4 separate regions of the Mus musculus genome follow, and regions 2, 3 and 4 are each linked to region 1. A link is a contact called in public HiChIP or PLAC-seq and promoter capture Hi-C data. All regions are on one chromosome and are shown on one strand. The core of a region is the stretch at or near the end of the contact, and the rest is flanking DNA. Distances in the headings are between cores, read along the strand shown.

What was found. HiChIP or PLAC-seq counts read pairs in DNA pulled down with a chosen protein or histone mark. Capture Hi-C pulls out chosen DNA fragments and counts their contacts.
Region 2: an H3K4me3 HiChIP or PLAC-seq map of embryonic forebrain shows a contact between it and region 1, with 2.4 times the contacts expected there. The contact joins the promoter of Mpnd here to the promoter of Vmac in region 1. A contact is called at or near these places in 2 of 484 Hi-C or Micro-C datasets (memory CD8 T cells and regulatory T cells), 3 of 115 datasets of contacts at active chromatin or transcription factors (embryonic forebrain, large pre-B cells and pancreatic cancer cells) and 2 of 9 other capture datasets (adipose tissue and liver).
Region 3: a promoter capture Hi-C map of adipose tissue shows a contact between it and region 1, with 4 times the contacts expected there. The contact joins the promoter of Ubxn6 here to the promoter of Vmac in region 1. A contact is called at or near these places in 9 of 39 promoter capture datasets (the C10 cell line, the SN4741 cell line, cranial neural crest and 5 more), 11 of 484 Hi-C or Micro-C datasets (B cells, CD4 T cells, CD8 T cells and 7 more), 13 of 115 datasets of contacts at active chromatin or transcription factors (the SCID.adh cell line, Th17 cells, Th2 cells and 8 more) and 5 of 9 other capture datasets (adipose tissue, embryonic stem cells, liver and 2 more).
Region 4: an H3K27ac HiChIP or PLAC-seq map of regulatory T cells shows a contact between it and region 1, with 4 times the contacts expected there. The contact joins the promoter of Tnfaip8l1 here to the promoter of Vmac in region 1. A contact is called at or near these places in 8 of 39 promoter capture datasets (the 3T3-L1 cell line, the C10 cell line, the SN4741 cell line and 4 more), 9 of 115 datasets of contacts at active chromatin or transcription factors (astrocytes, bone marrow-derived macrophages, embryonic stem cells and 5 more) and 2 of 9 other capture datasets (adipose tissue and liver).

What each region holds. Positions count from the first base shown.
Region 1 is chr17:56,715,288-56,718,326 of GRCm38.p6, reverse strand. Vmac (vimentin-type intermediate filament associated coiled-coil protein) reads left to right here and starts at 1,406. Exons shown (of 2, transcript NM_178926.3): 1 at 1,406-1,693; 2 at 2,510-3,039. The coding sequence starts at 1,503. The coding sequence ends at 2,843. Ndufa11 (NADH:ubiquinone oxidoreductase subunit A11) reads right to left here and starts at 565. Exons shown (of 4, transcript NM_027244.1): 1 at 385-565. The coding sequence starts at 487.
Region 2 is chr17:56,007,764-56,010,802 of GRCm38.p6, reverse strand. Mpnd (MPN domain containing) reads right to left here and starts at 1,602. Exons shown (of 13, transcript NM_026530.5): 1 at 1,547-1,602; 2 at 1,217-1,473; 3 at 290-526. The coding sequence starts at 1,553. Stap2 (signal transducing adaptor family member 2) reads left to right here and starts at 2,667. Exons shown (of 14, transcript NM_145934.3): 1 at 2,667-3,039.
Region 3 is chr17:56,073,512-56,076,550 of GRCm38.p6, reverse strand. Ubxn6 (UBX domain protein 6) reads left to right here and starts at 1,525. Exons shown (of 11, transcript NM_001379361.1): 1 at 1,525-1,715. The coding sequence starts at 1,633.
Region 4 is chr17:56,161,025-56,164,063 of GRCm38.p6, reverse strand. Tnfaip8l1 (tumor necrosis factor, alpha-induced protein 8-like 1) reads right to left here and starts at 1,573. Exons shown (of 2, transcript NM_025566.3): 1 at 1,458-1,573.

The DNA.
Region 1 (3,039 bases), core at 157-2,656:
GCTGAGGCAGGAGGATCATGCAGGCCAGACTGGAGACAGGAGAATCAAGACCTCAAGGCCATCCTCCGCTACACAGAGGGTTTGCAGTCTTGCCAAGGCAACCCTAGAACTTGTCTTCAAAAACTCCGATGACCCGATCACCCCTTAACCCTAAAAACTCCTGACGACGCTGAAATGACCTTCACATTTTCTCCAGCTTTTGCTCCCTGATATTGACCTACGACCTCTGAAGCCCCTAGGCACTGACGAGTCTACGCCCCTCAAAAGTCTCAACCTCTTCCGCCTTTACAGCCATTGCGCCCCGGCGCCCCAGGGACCTCCGCGCGCCCTCTGACCTTTGCTTCCAGACCTCCGCCCTCCGCCCGCCCACCGGCCCGCGCTCACCGCAAATGCCGCCTAAGGCCGTGGTGATGTAGGTCTTGCGATGACACTGGGTGCCGTCGGGGACCTCATGGTAAGATTCAAAGAACCGCTTCACCATCGCCATACCTAGCTGGGCTTGCTCGGCCGACCCTAAAGCGTCTGGGCGAACTCAAGGGTAGCCGGCTAGGTCAACTCTCGCGAGGTTTCCAGCGCGCAACTTTATTGAACGCCTTGGACGCAGACAAGGCGTGCGCGCATGCGCGCAGTGCAGGTTTGTACCGAGGTCTTATTAATCCCGTAGCAAGATCTGTGTCGTGCTCGGTCCACAAGTGAATCTGGACAGAGACGCCCGTGACGTCAGGAAAGGTAAACTGAGGCCATGAAGAAAAACGCCTCCAGCCCTAGCGAAGACGAGGTTTCTAGTACGGAGAATGTTGATAGTGCATCCAAGGATGGGATTGACAGGTCGCAGGACAGCCATTACACTGTCAGGCAGGTCAGCGATCGAAACTAACAGAAGGTAGGACAATCGCAGGGCAGATATTACAGCGCGAGGCTAGTGATACCCTAGTTAGCCGGAGCTGCACGGACGCGGCGGGACACAGCGCAAAAGCGGTTGGCTCGTCAGGGATCCGGACTGTGTAGGGGTGTGGTTTCATGCCCATCTCAATCAGGACCGCGTGTAACTATTTGGGGGCGTGGCCAGGCTGGGGGCAAGGGGACCAATCGTGAGGATTTAGCGTGAGGATTATAATTGACGGAGACCAGGCCCACTCTGCTTTGGTTTTAAGTCCTCGCTGCACTCGCAGGCACAGCCACACTCAGGAGCTGGTCCTGAAAGGGACGTGAACATTGGCTACGGGGCGTGGCCGCACTTAGTCCTGCCCCTGGTAGAAACGTGGCCAATAGTGAGAGCCCAAGAGGAAGCACACGCCTTCCTCCGGGGGGCGTGTCTTTCTTGACGTCACTTCGAAGTTGGGCGGGGCCTCTTGAGAAGGTTTAAATTAATGCAGCGGCAGCCTGGCAGCTGCATGTGAGGGAGGGGGTGGGGGGTGGGGGTCGGGCTCAGGGGCGGGGCTTCTTGCGTTGTGGGCGTGACCCGACAGGGCGGGGTGGGGCCTGCACGGCAGCCGGGGGCCATGTCTGCGCCGCCACCTCTGCAGATCCGGGAGGCGAACGCGCACCTGGCCGCCGTGCACCGACGCGCAGCGGAGCTGGAGAGGCGGCTGCTGGCGGCTGAGCGCACGATTGGTGCGCAGGCCGAGCGCCTGGCCTGCCACGACCAGCACCTGCGCGCCGCCCTGGATGAGCTGGGTCGCGCCAAGGACCGGTGAGGCCCTGGAGGAGGCCCGGCGGACATCCCAAAGGAGGCGGGTGGAAAGGGCTGGGAACCGAGAGCAAAAATTTCCGGAGCACTAAATGCCCGGCATCACAGCACTAGGAGGGCTGAGACTGGAGGATCAGGAGTTCGGGCCATCCTCGACTACATGGGGACTTTAGAGTATAGCCTGGGTTACTTGAGAGCATTTCAAACTGTTAAAATGAAGCCAGCTGTCCCACCCACAAGGCCGAGTCTGCCGGTAGGTGCAAGAGTATTGTGTCTGATGATCGAAGGAAGCTGCTGGGTAGGGGCCCACATCGGTAGACAAAGGCACAGAACACCCCTATATAGAATAGTCAGATCTGTGACAACCATTTGTGACCATGCGGAAGTCCTACCGAAGGACACACAAAACTGGCACTGTTTTGTTTTTTGAGAGAAGGCTGGCCTTAAAGGCACTATGTAGCTTTCAACCCCTGATCCTTCTGCCTCCATCTCTCGAGTGCTGGGATGACAGAGCGCCAGGCCTGCTGTGGGGCTGAGGGTGCTTTACCAATGACATCAATGGCTCTGTGTATAAAGACACTCGCCACTAAGAATGACAAAGAATTTGATCCCATGGGGCAGGAGGAGCGAACCAACTCTTGAAAATTGTACCTTGACTTCCACATGTTTGCTGTCACATGTGTGCGCCTATGCACATAAACAAGCACACAAAGAAGTAGTGCAGGAGGAGACATAGGGAGTCTCAGAGGATTCTGGAGCAGGTAGATGCCCCCACCCCCACCCCCTGTAGGTAACTACCTTATTTGGTCCTCTTACCAGGGAGATATCTGCCCTCCAAGAGCAGCTGCTGAGCTCTGAGGCCACAGTTCGCAGCCTGCAGGCCGCAGTGGACCAGAGGGACCAGATGATCCAGCAGCTACAGCCTCGGGCTGACCTGCTGCAGGACATCACTCGCCACCGACCACCCCTGGCCGCACTGTTGGCCACCCTGGAGGAGGCAGAGGAACTGGGCCCCTTGCCGGCCAGCCACAGCCATAGGGCCCAGCTACTTCCTGATGGGCCTGGCCCACCCCTGGGCAACAACATGGGAAAGGAGGAGGGCCAGGACGACCAGGACGACCAGCAGCCTGCTGTGTTTGGGACCACGGTGTGAGCTGTCCTGACAGATCTCAGAATCTGTGGTCACGGCCCCATGGGGATTCCACTCTTAGAGTCCTGGACATCACCTAGAGGGGTCTTGAGACATTACCCGGATCCCATCTAAACATCACAACAAGTGAAAACTCAAGATCTCATTTAAACCCCCCCCCCCCCCCCAGTGCTGGAGTATCTGCTACATTCCACTGGTT
Region 2 (3,039 bases), core at 353-2,852, 710 kb after region 1:
ACTTCGGGTGAGACTGACTGTCTCGGAGCCCTGTCTCTCCCCTGACAGTCTCCCTGCAGCAGTTCCCTCTGCCAATAGTATTCATGACCCCCACCTCCTTCAGGATCAAAGCCCAAGTCCTCCGGGCAGCCCAGGAGGCCCTCCTGGCCTTGCTTGCCCCTCCCTGCCTTCCTCCTTCCCGTGCTTCAGAATTCAGGCCGTCTTGCTGAATCACATCAGACTCTATCTTGCCCCACGGCCTTTGCAACCTCATCCCCACAGCGCAAGGTGGAAGGCACGTACTTCCTACCTCATCGGCCGTAGCTACAGGCATATGTAGCTGGTGCCGGCGAAGCCAGGCGGCCTTGTATTTGTCCAGCTTCTGGCCCTTGTACTTGACAGAGGCCCAGCCACAGCCAGATTTCTTGGCTGGGTTGACGAGCTTCTTGCAGTGTGTGGCCCAGGCGCTGGGTGAGTTGAAGACTTGTCCAGTTTCCTGCCACACGATCCTGCCATCCAGCTGCAGGTCCCCAGTAAACTTCCTGCCCTGCAGCGACAGAGGGGGCTGAAACACTTCAGTCCTAGTGATTCCTAACTCCTTTCTCCCTGAGGCTTGGCGTCCTTGTTCTTCTAAGGCTCCCAAGAGGTACTGTCACAGGAACTCCATCTTTCACACCAGTACTCCTGGCACTCCACACCCAGATGCACAACTTTAAAATTAAGTAATGGCAGCCAGAGCAGGCATAACGGCCCAGGCCTGTCAGCCCAACTACTGGGGAAGCTGAGGCAGGAAGCACACAACTTCAGAACCTGCTTGGAATACTTAATAAGACTGTTCTCAGAGGTAGAACTCCTGCCTAAAATTCCCAAGTGAGGGGTTGGTTGGGTGCAAGGTCAGGAATTGACCCCCTGCTTAGAATCCCGCAGTGAGGGGGCTGGGGGCATAGTCAGGGGTAAAGCTCCCTTCCATTCTTGGTATCACAAAGAGTTTTTTGGGCGATCATTTTAAATAACAGTACACAGTTTTGAAGCCATCATCTTCATAGAGAGCCTGGGAAGGAAGGCCTCATTTTACAGATGGGGAAGCCGCAATCACACAGATTGGTTGCCCGCGGACACACCCAGATGGCAGTGGTTATAGCTATGTGGCATTGTGATTAACACGGTTCCTCTGGGCTTCAGTTTCTCTTTATACGCTAGCAGTGGAGGACATGAACGGTCTCCGGGGGTCGCTCACCAGGTAGTAGATGGATAGCACCCCCTCACCGGGCTCCAGCAGCTCGTCTTTGAGCAGCACCCGAAGCGTGACCGCGCGCCTCGTGAGCGCGCCCCCTAGGGCCATCCCAGGCCCTGCCGTGCCGCCTCCGCTGCCACCGAGGCTGCCGCTGCGCCCTCCGCTACCCGTCCCGCGCTCGGGGTCCTCGGCCTCCGCGTCGTCCTCATCCTCCTCCGGCGCCTCCTCGGCCGTGGCCCCGGGAGACAGAGACTCGGGAGCTGCAGCGAAATAGCAACTGGCTGCAGAGGTCGCGTCCCGCTGCCCCGTCCCCGCCTGCGCGGACCATCCTACCTGCCATGGACGCTGTGTCCCGGCACAGCCTCCTCCGAGTGAACGGGCTCCTCCCCGCGCGGGGACACAGCAGTCTATTGGTTACTGAAAATGGGTGGGGAGGTTTGGCCCGCCGGGGGCGGAGGGGATACGGAGCGGTTGGGTTGTGCTTGCACTGGAGTTGGAGCGATCCGGTGCAATTTGGCGAAACTAAAGCTGGAGGTTGGGGGAGACCTGGAGAAGGAAACAGGCCCAGGACCTTCTCATTCAGGGACTAGAGATACCATACTCGAGGCCACCAGCTACTAGGTTGCAACTTTGATCCCTGAGCAGGAGTGGCTCAGCTTTCAGGAAAGAGATGGAAACCTTAGGTCTTGGGCCTGCCCACGCGCAGTTAAAGAAATGAGGGAAGACCTTGGGACACAAGGGAAACTGAAGCAGATGGTGAACTAGAGGGAAAAACAGACTCAGGACGCCGCCCCCCATCCCCTGCTCTCAGGGGGACTATACTCCCTTAGTGGGGCTGCATCCTGGAGCTCATGATTCCCTCAGCCTACAGCAGCGATGAAGGAAGCTGCTAGTGAGGCTAGTGCGCTAGCTAAAGGCAGAGCCCTTGATGGTTGGGAGCAGGGAAGAAACAGGTTTGTAAGAAATGTAGAGCCGCTTTAGGAAAGCAGCTGCGCGTTATAGCTGGATCGAAAGGTCTGAGCCTGGCCAGCTTTAGCCTTTCTAGGGTTAACTCAGCCCAATGGCAGTTCTCATCAGCCAATCACCAGGTGCCTCCAGCATCCAATCAGCGACAAGGGATGGTTCCCACTCAGCCAATCGGCGTTCACGTGTAATCAGCGAGCGGGAAGGGGCGGTGTTACTAGGCGCCCAAGGCCCTGGGCCTTTGTTCTCATCCTGATTTGTCCTTCATCACAGATTACCCCAACCCAGGGAGGTCTGAAAATCCGGGTGGCCTCAAACTGGGGAAAGAGGCAGGATGCTCTGGAAAGGTCTGAGTAATGAGAATCATTCTTTTTTTTTTTTAAGATTTGTTTATTTATTTATTATATGTAAGTACACTGTAGCTGTCCTCAGACACTCCAGAAGAGGGAGTCAGATCTCGTTATGGATGGTTGTGAGCCACCATGTGGTTGCTGGGATTTGAACTCCTGACCTTCGGAAGAACAGTCGGGTGCTCTTACCCACTGAGCCATCTCACCAGTCCGAGAACCACTCTTCCCTTAGCCCAGGCCACCAGACTTTGGGCTCCATAGTTTACCGCTTCCAAGTCCCGGCACAATATGCAGGTCTAACCATCTTGTAAACAGGCAAAGCCTTGAGAGAGGCTCCAAGTTCTGCTCACTGGACGTTTTCATCCTGTTTATCTTCCACCTCGATCCAAAAGGGACTTTTCTATGATGTAACTACTGCCACATCCTATCCTTGCGCTACAACAGTCCTTGGCTCCCGGCTAATTTTTCTTTTCCTTCCTTCCACTTGCAGTGATCCTCCTGCTCAGCCCCCTC
Region 3 (3,039 bases), core at 276-2,775, 640 kb after region 1:
TATTTGTTGGCGGGCATGGTGGCGCACGCCTTTAATCCCAGCACTCGGGAGGCAGAGGCAGGTGGATTTCTGAGTTCGAGGCCAGCCTGGTCTACAAAATGAGTTCCAGGACAGCCAGGGCTATCCAGAGAAACCCTGTCTCTCAAAACAACAACAACAACAACAAAAAGGTTTGTTGGGGCTGGTGAGATGGCTCAACGGTTAAGAGCACTGACTGCTCTTCCAAAGGTCCTGAGTTCAAATCCCAGCAACCACATGGTGGCTCACAATCATCCCTAACAAAAATCTGATGCCCTCTTCTGGAGTGTCTGAAGACAGCTACAGTGTACATACATATAATAAATAAATAAATAAATAAATAAATAAATAAATAAATAAACAAATCTTAAAAAAAATTATTTGTATGTGAGTACACTGTTGCTCCCTTCAGACAAACCAGAAGAGGGCACTGCATCCCATTATAGATGATTGGGAGTCATCATGTGGTTGCTGGGAATTGAACTCAGGACCTCTAGAAGATCTTATCCGCTGAGCCATCTCTCCAGCCCACATCCTGGCTGCCTTCTTTAAGGTGCTCCACTCCTCTCTTCACTGTAGCTCTTGGAAACCTGTCTTCCACAGTTCTCATCAAATGCCTCCATTGCTCTCCTCCAGCCATGGGGCTTGTTTCCTTGAAATCACCAGGGTGTCCCATCCTTCAGCTTTGTGCATTTTTGGATCTAATGGTTGGCAAAACTAATAAAATTATTAACAGCCTGGGTAGCCCACAAAGCTGCTTTATCTCTGACAAATTTCACACCAACACAGACGAAAGCTTGCCCATAGGCACTTCAGTTACATGATCCAAAGACCACAATGCCATGCGCATTAGGGTAGAATTACATGCACACAGACAGGGGGTGCAGAAGAGCTCCTGGAATCTCAAGTTTGTGTCCAATGACCCACTTCCCCCCTTCTTTCTAATGAGTGACCATTAACAGTGAAGTATATGATTTTGGGGGTCTCTTGCACAGTCACAGTGATTCTGATCTAGATGATGGCTGTTTTTCACATGAACAGTAGTGTTCTAAAAAGCCTGAGTCCAGAGCATCCAACTTTTTGTTGTGTGTACACACCACACGAGATGGAAGTGTTGGAGGAGATTAAACTCAGCTTTGCACATGTTGAGCAAGCCCTGTACCAACTGCGGTCTCTGCTTTGACCTTGCCTGTACCAATCTCTCTGTCGGCTCCTTCTAGCTTGTCTCTCCCAGAGCAGATTTCAGGCTCATGCACAGTACATTCATACTCATTTTCTCTGTAGTATGGACTGGCCTTGAACTCCTGACATCCACCCTGGTTCCAGTAGCTCTGGGTACTCTTCTAGGCTGCTCGCTGTTTGGATGCTCTCTTTAAGCTCCCCTGGTGGCTGCTGCGGTCTTAAGGGAGGCGAGCCTGTCGCCCCGGCAACGGCGTCCGCAGACAGGAAGATGGCGCCCCGCCCGCGCGAGGTGCTGCAAGGCGATTGTCACGTGAACCAGGCGGGACTTCCGTCGCCGCGATATTTTCTTTCCGGTGGTTGGCCGCCTGCTCCTCATCCACCCGGGCCCTGCGCCCTCCGCCCTGCGGCCCAAGCCGCCGGGCCGCTGCCGCCATGAAGAAGTTCTTCCAGGAAATCAAGGCTGACATCAAGTTCAAGAGCGCGGGGCCCGGCCAGAAGCTTACGGATTCCGCAGGGTATGTGACGCTGGTTGGGCGACGGAGAGGGCGAGGGCCAGGGGGCAAAAAGGGCCGGCGGTTGGGTGTCAGGGTCTTTCTAGGCTATGCTTAGCAGGAGTAGATTGGTGGGTGGGGTGTGGAAGATTGTAAGGCAGGGGCGGAGCCTACAATGAGGGCGGGGCGTTGTAGCAGTGGTGGGCGGGGCAGAAGGGAGGGCAGTTGTGTGGTGTAGCACGGGTGGGCGGGGCGCTAAGGGTAGGCGTGGGCGGTCGTGGCCAGGGCGCGTTGGTCACTGCTTAGAGACTCTTGGTTCTGGGTGGTGAGAAGGGACGGGGCAATGCCCAGAATTTAGCTAAGAGAAGAGCCGCCTAAAGGTGTGGCCTTGGCGAAATGTGGGTAGGAAGGACCTAAGAGAAGGTGTGGGAAGAAGGTCTGTGAGAGATGTTAAGACTTCTTTGTAGGTTGTGTGGTAATCTGGGAGGGGTTGGGGAGTGAGAGAGGATTATAGAAGGATCTTGGAGGAGTGTGGAAACCAGAGAGGCCCAGACCCAGAATGTTGTTGAGTGGTTGGGGTGACAGGTGAAGATGGGATCTCTGTGGGGGCCTTGGCAACTCCGGGTCTTCCAGGAGTACTTTCCTGGAGTTCTTTCCGGAGAACTTTGTGTTCTGGAGAGGGAGGTAAGGCATGTTGGAGCTGCTCAGAAGGGGTGAAGTAGAGATTGGAGACAGCTACAGGCTACCAGGGAGTAGTCTGCAGGAAGTATATGTGGAGGAAAATGACAACCAGCGACTGGGGCTGAATGTGAGGAGAAGGAGGGGCCTGCAAGCCAGGGCTAGAAGGGAGGTAAACACACCAGGGTACAGCTACAAATAGTGGGGCAGTTTCAATGATGAGAGGAACATGGAGGTTCAAAGGATCCTCAGGCCAGAAGTTGGAGGGGATGGTCCAGTGTCCGTGATCTGTGTGTGATCTATAAAAGTAAATGTCACTTTTATTTCCTCAGATGAAGTGATGAGAGCTGCAACCATGCTCTGTGAACACAACACACTGCTTGGGCTGAGCTCAGAGCATTATCCATGTTCTAACAACTATCCCAGGAAGCTTCTAGCATCTGTACAATCTAATTAACCAAGCTGACTAATTCAATTTGGCTTCTCTCAATTTCTCACTGAAGTGCTCTGCTTGGACTCAAACTAAGTCTGGCAGTCTCTTCTAATCTTCTGGTTCCTTCTCATTCTCTCGCTGCAACCTGCCTCTGAACTGCACTGGCAGGCTGAACTGCTTTCAACTCTCTCTCTCTGTGCTGCCTTTTGAGTCCTCTCTTTCCTGACTGTTCTCAGA
Region 4 (3,039 bases), core at 324-2,823, 550 kb after region 1:
CCACTCACCCATTACGGAACTAGCAGCCCTGGCCCAAGTCTGGCTCACCATGTGTGGGAAGGCCCAGGGCAGGTGTTCTGTGATGACTCTCTTTGTTCTGTTACATTGTACAGTCCCCATGGCCCCGCCCTCATCCCTCCCAGTCACCCACATCCTAGGTGCGGCCCAGATCATGAACTTATTATGTTTTAAAGTTGTCGCTGCCTGTGTTGATCTGCCAGGGTTGTAGAGGGCTCAGCACGCACAAAGGTCTCAAGTGCAAGGACATTCCATGTGGAGAAGAGGCGGCCACTTTGAGGTCCCAGGACAGAAAAACAGGAAGTTTGGCACTCAAAGCCTACATTCCTGTTCTCTCTCTCTCTCTCTCTCTCTCTCTCTCTCTCTCTCTCTCTCTCTCTCTCTCTTTCTCTGTTGGCTGTTGTTTGTTACAGGATCTCTATACATAGTTATGGCTAGCCTGGAACTCACTTTGTAGACCTGGCCTCAAACTTACAGGCATCCACCTGCCTCTATTCTAAGCACTGGGTAAATGGGTAAATGTCCTGGTATATGTTGTGTTTGGGCCGGAACCCAAGGCCTCTTGCTTACTAGGTGAGCACTCTACGCACTGGGCTACACCCTAGGGTCCCTTTTGTTTTAGAGACAGCCTCGGTGTGTAGCCCACCCTGGCTCAGCCTCTCTTTTGTCTGTTTAAGCACCCCCAAGAAGCCTCAGGGAGTCACGAAACAACTGTCCCAAGTCAGACAGGGAAACTGAGGCTTATAATTAAGTTACTTGTTCAAGTGAGTCAGGTTTGTCTGAGCTGTGTCCTAACCCCAAGGCAAGGTGTTCAGAGGCGTCACAGCCTGGAGCTCGGGAAGTGACCCAGAGGCCTGTTTCCAGTTTAGTGTTCCACCCTGTCCCTCTCCAGCCCCGCTGCTCACAAAGGTGACAAACCAGAATATGGTTCTGGAGACAGTGTCTCCATCTCTCTGGCCATCCGCAGCCCATATTCTGGACCCCAGTTTATCCTCCAAACCAACACTGAAAGAGCCAGGAGGCTGCAGACCTGGATCAGGTCACCTGCCAATTATGTGACAGCCACTGTCCCAGTTCCCAGATGGTAAAACTGAGTTCAAGCCCTCGGGCAATGGGAAGCTTGAAGTGCCAGTCCCAGTCAGGGTAACCCTGCACCAGCCAGAGCCACAGTGGGGTCCAGCTGGCTACCTCAGAGAATACCTAGACCATTCTGGAGTCAGGCTGCACACTTGTACAGAGCCAAGTCCATCAAGTGTCCTCTTGAGGACATGTGTTAGGACTATTACAGTAGCCCACAGCAACCTGCTCACAACACCCATGCTCCCACAGTCAGTAATAGGTATACAGAGGAAACTGAGGCGGGATATACAGAGGACGGTGTGGGGATAGGAGGGGACGGAAAGAACCCAGGATAGCCAATGCAGGACCCCATCGCTCACCTGCTCCTCGGGATGTGTCAAGCCTTCAGTTTTCTGTAGGTGCCTCTGTGGGGCCAGAGGCATTGGCCGCTGGATCTGAGCCCGGCCGCTGGCTAGGAGGCCACGCCCCCGAGAAAGGGCTCGCCCCCTCTAAACGCTCACTGGCTCAGCAAATGGTAGCGCACAGGCAGTGTACGAAGGAGCCAATGGCAGCAAGCCTCTGCCAGGAGGTGGGAGGCATGACGCGGGCGTGGGCGAGGGCGTGGTCTGCGGCCGGGAGATTCCTCCGGAATAGCGCCGGCGCTGGGTGCCCAGCGCAAGGGATGCCGTGGCGGGAAAGTGTTGGAAGGAAGAGGAAGGAGACTGAGACAGAGAAAAATGGGGTATACGTGCACCGCGCGACAGAGATCTGAGAGGCCAAAGCGAAGAGAGGCGCCTCCGCGAGACACCTGCATCCCTCTGAGCGGGTCTCAGTTTACCCACTAGGTAGTTAGAGTGTCACCTGGGACTCCCATGACAAATGCACCCCAACATTTGCCTTGCAACAATTTTGGGGTTCCTGAGTACTGCGGAGACTCTCTTTCAGTTGGTGTCTCTGGAGTAAGGGGGGAGGCACTGTGATGACCTCCCTGACAGAGGCCAGACAGGGCCAGCTACCTCCCAGGGGGCAGCTGTGAGACCTGGAAAATCAGTCTGGGAGTGATTCCCACACTCCCACCACCCCCAACCCATCCCCAACACCCCCACCTTACTCCAAACTCCACCCCAACTCAACCACGGGTCTGCACTTCCTGTGCCTGGATGGCCCTGTCACAGCAAGGACACTTGGAAAAGCCTCATCTGCCATCTTCCCTCTTCAGAAAGCCCCCTCAGGTGTTTGCTGACTGCATTCTAACCTTCCTTGCATGAGCCTTAACACACAAAACTAAATCCAGGCTTTTGAGAGATAGAAATTGAGACCCAGAGAAACCTTAAGTGACTTGCCTAGAGCAGCACAGACCCAAGTGGCTTTCCTGATTTCAGATTGTCTGTGCTCTGGGCCAGGAACTTACAAGTTCAGTAGCCATCCCAGCTCTGCCGGGTGCTGAACATGGCCTCTATCTGCTCTGTACCAGGAGCTCACCCTTGTGACAGCCACACAGGACCCTAGACAGAGCTCAGTATCAAAGACAGAGACCACAGCTCTAGGTTTTTCATACCCCAGTATGAGCCAGGGCAATTAGTGTGTTTTTGAGGTGTGTGGGGGGAAGCAGGTGTCACTGAAGCAGGTTTGGGGGCTTCTGATTTTTGAGCACTTAGAGTCTGAGGAACCCACAGATATCATAGGTGTGATAAAGTGGGGATCAAACCCAGCTGTGTGGGTTCAGGGCTAGAGCCTACCCCTCCCACTTGCCTAGAGTCCCGTGGTGAGAGGCTGGGTCGTGGACAGGGTGGAGCCTCTGCCTAGAATTCCCCAGTGAAGCCTTGAGTGGGCTCTTGTGAGGATGTGGACTGTCTTCCCTGGCTCTGCCAGTGTCTCCCTCACCAGGTCCTCACAGAGTCTAGCAGAGGTGCTCTGGTGCGCTTGATCCTCTAGATCAAGTGGGCAAGGGGGCATGGGCGG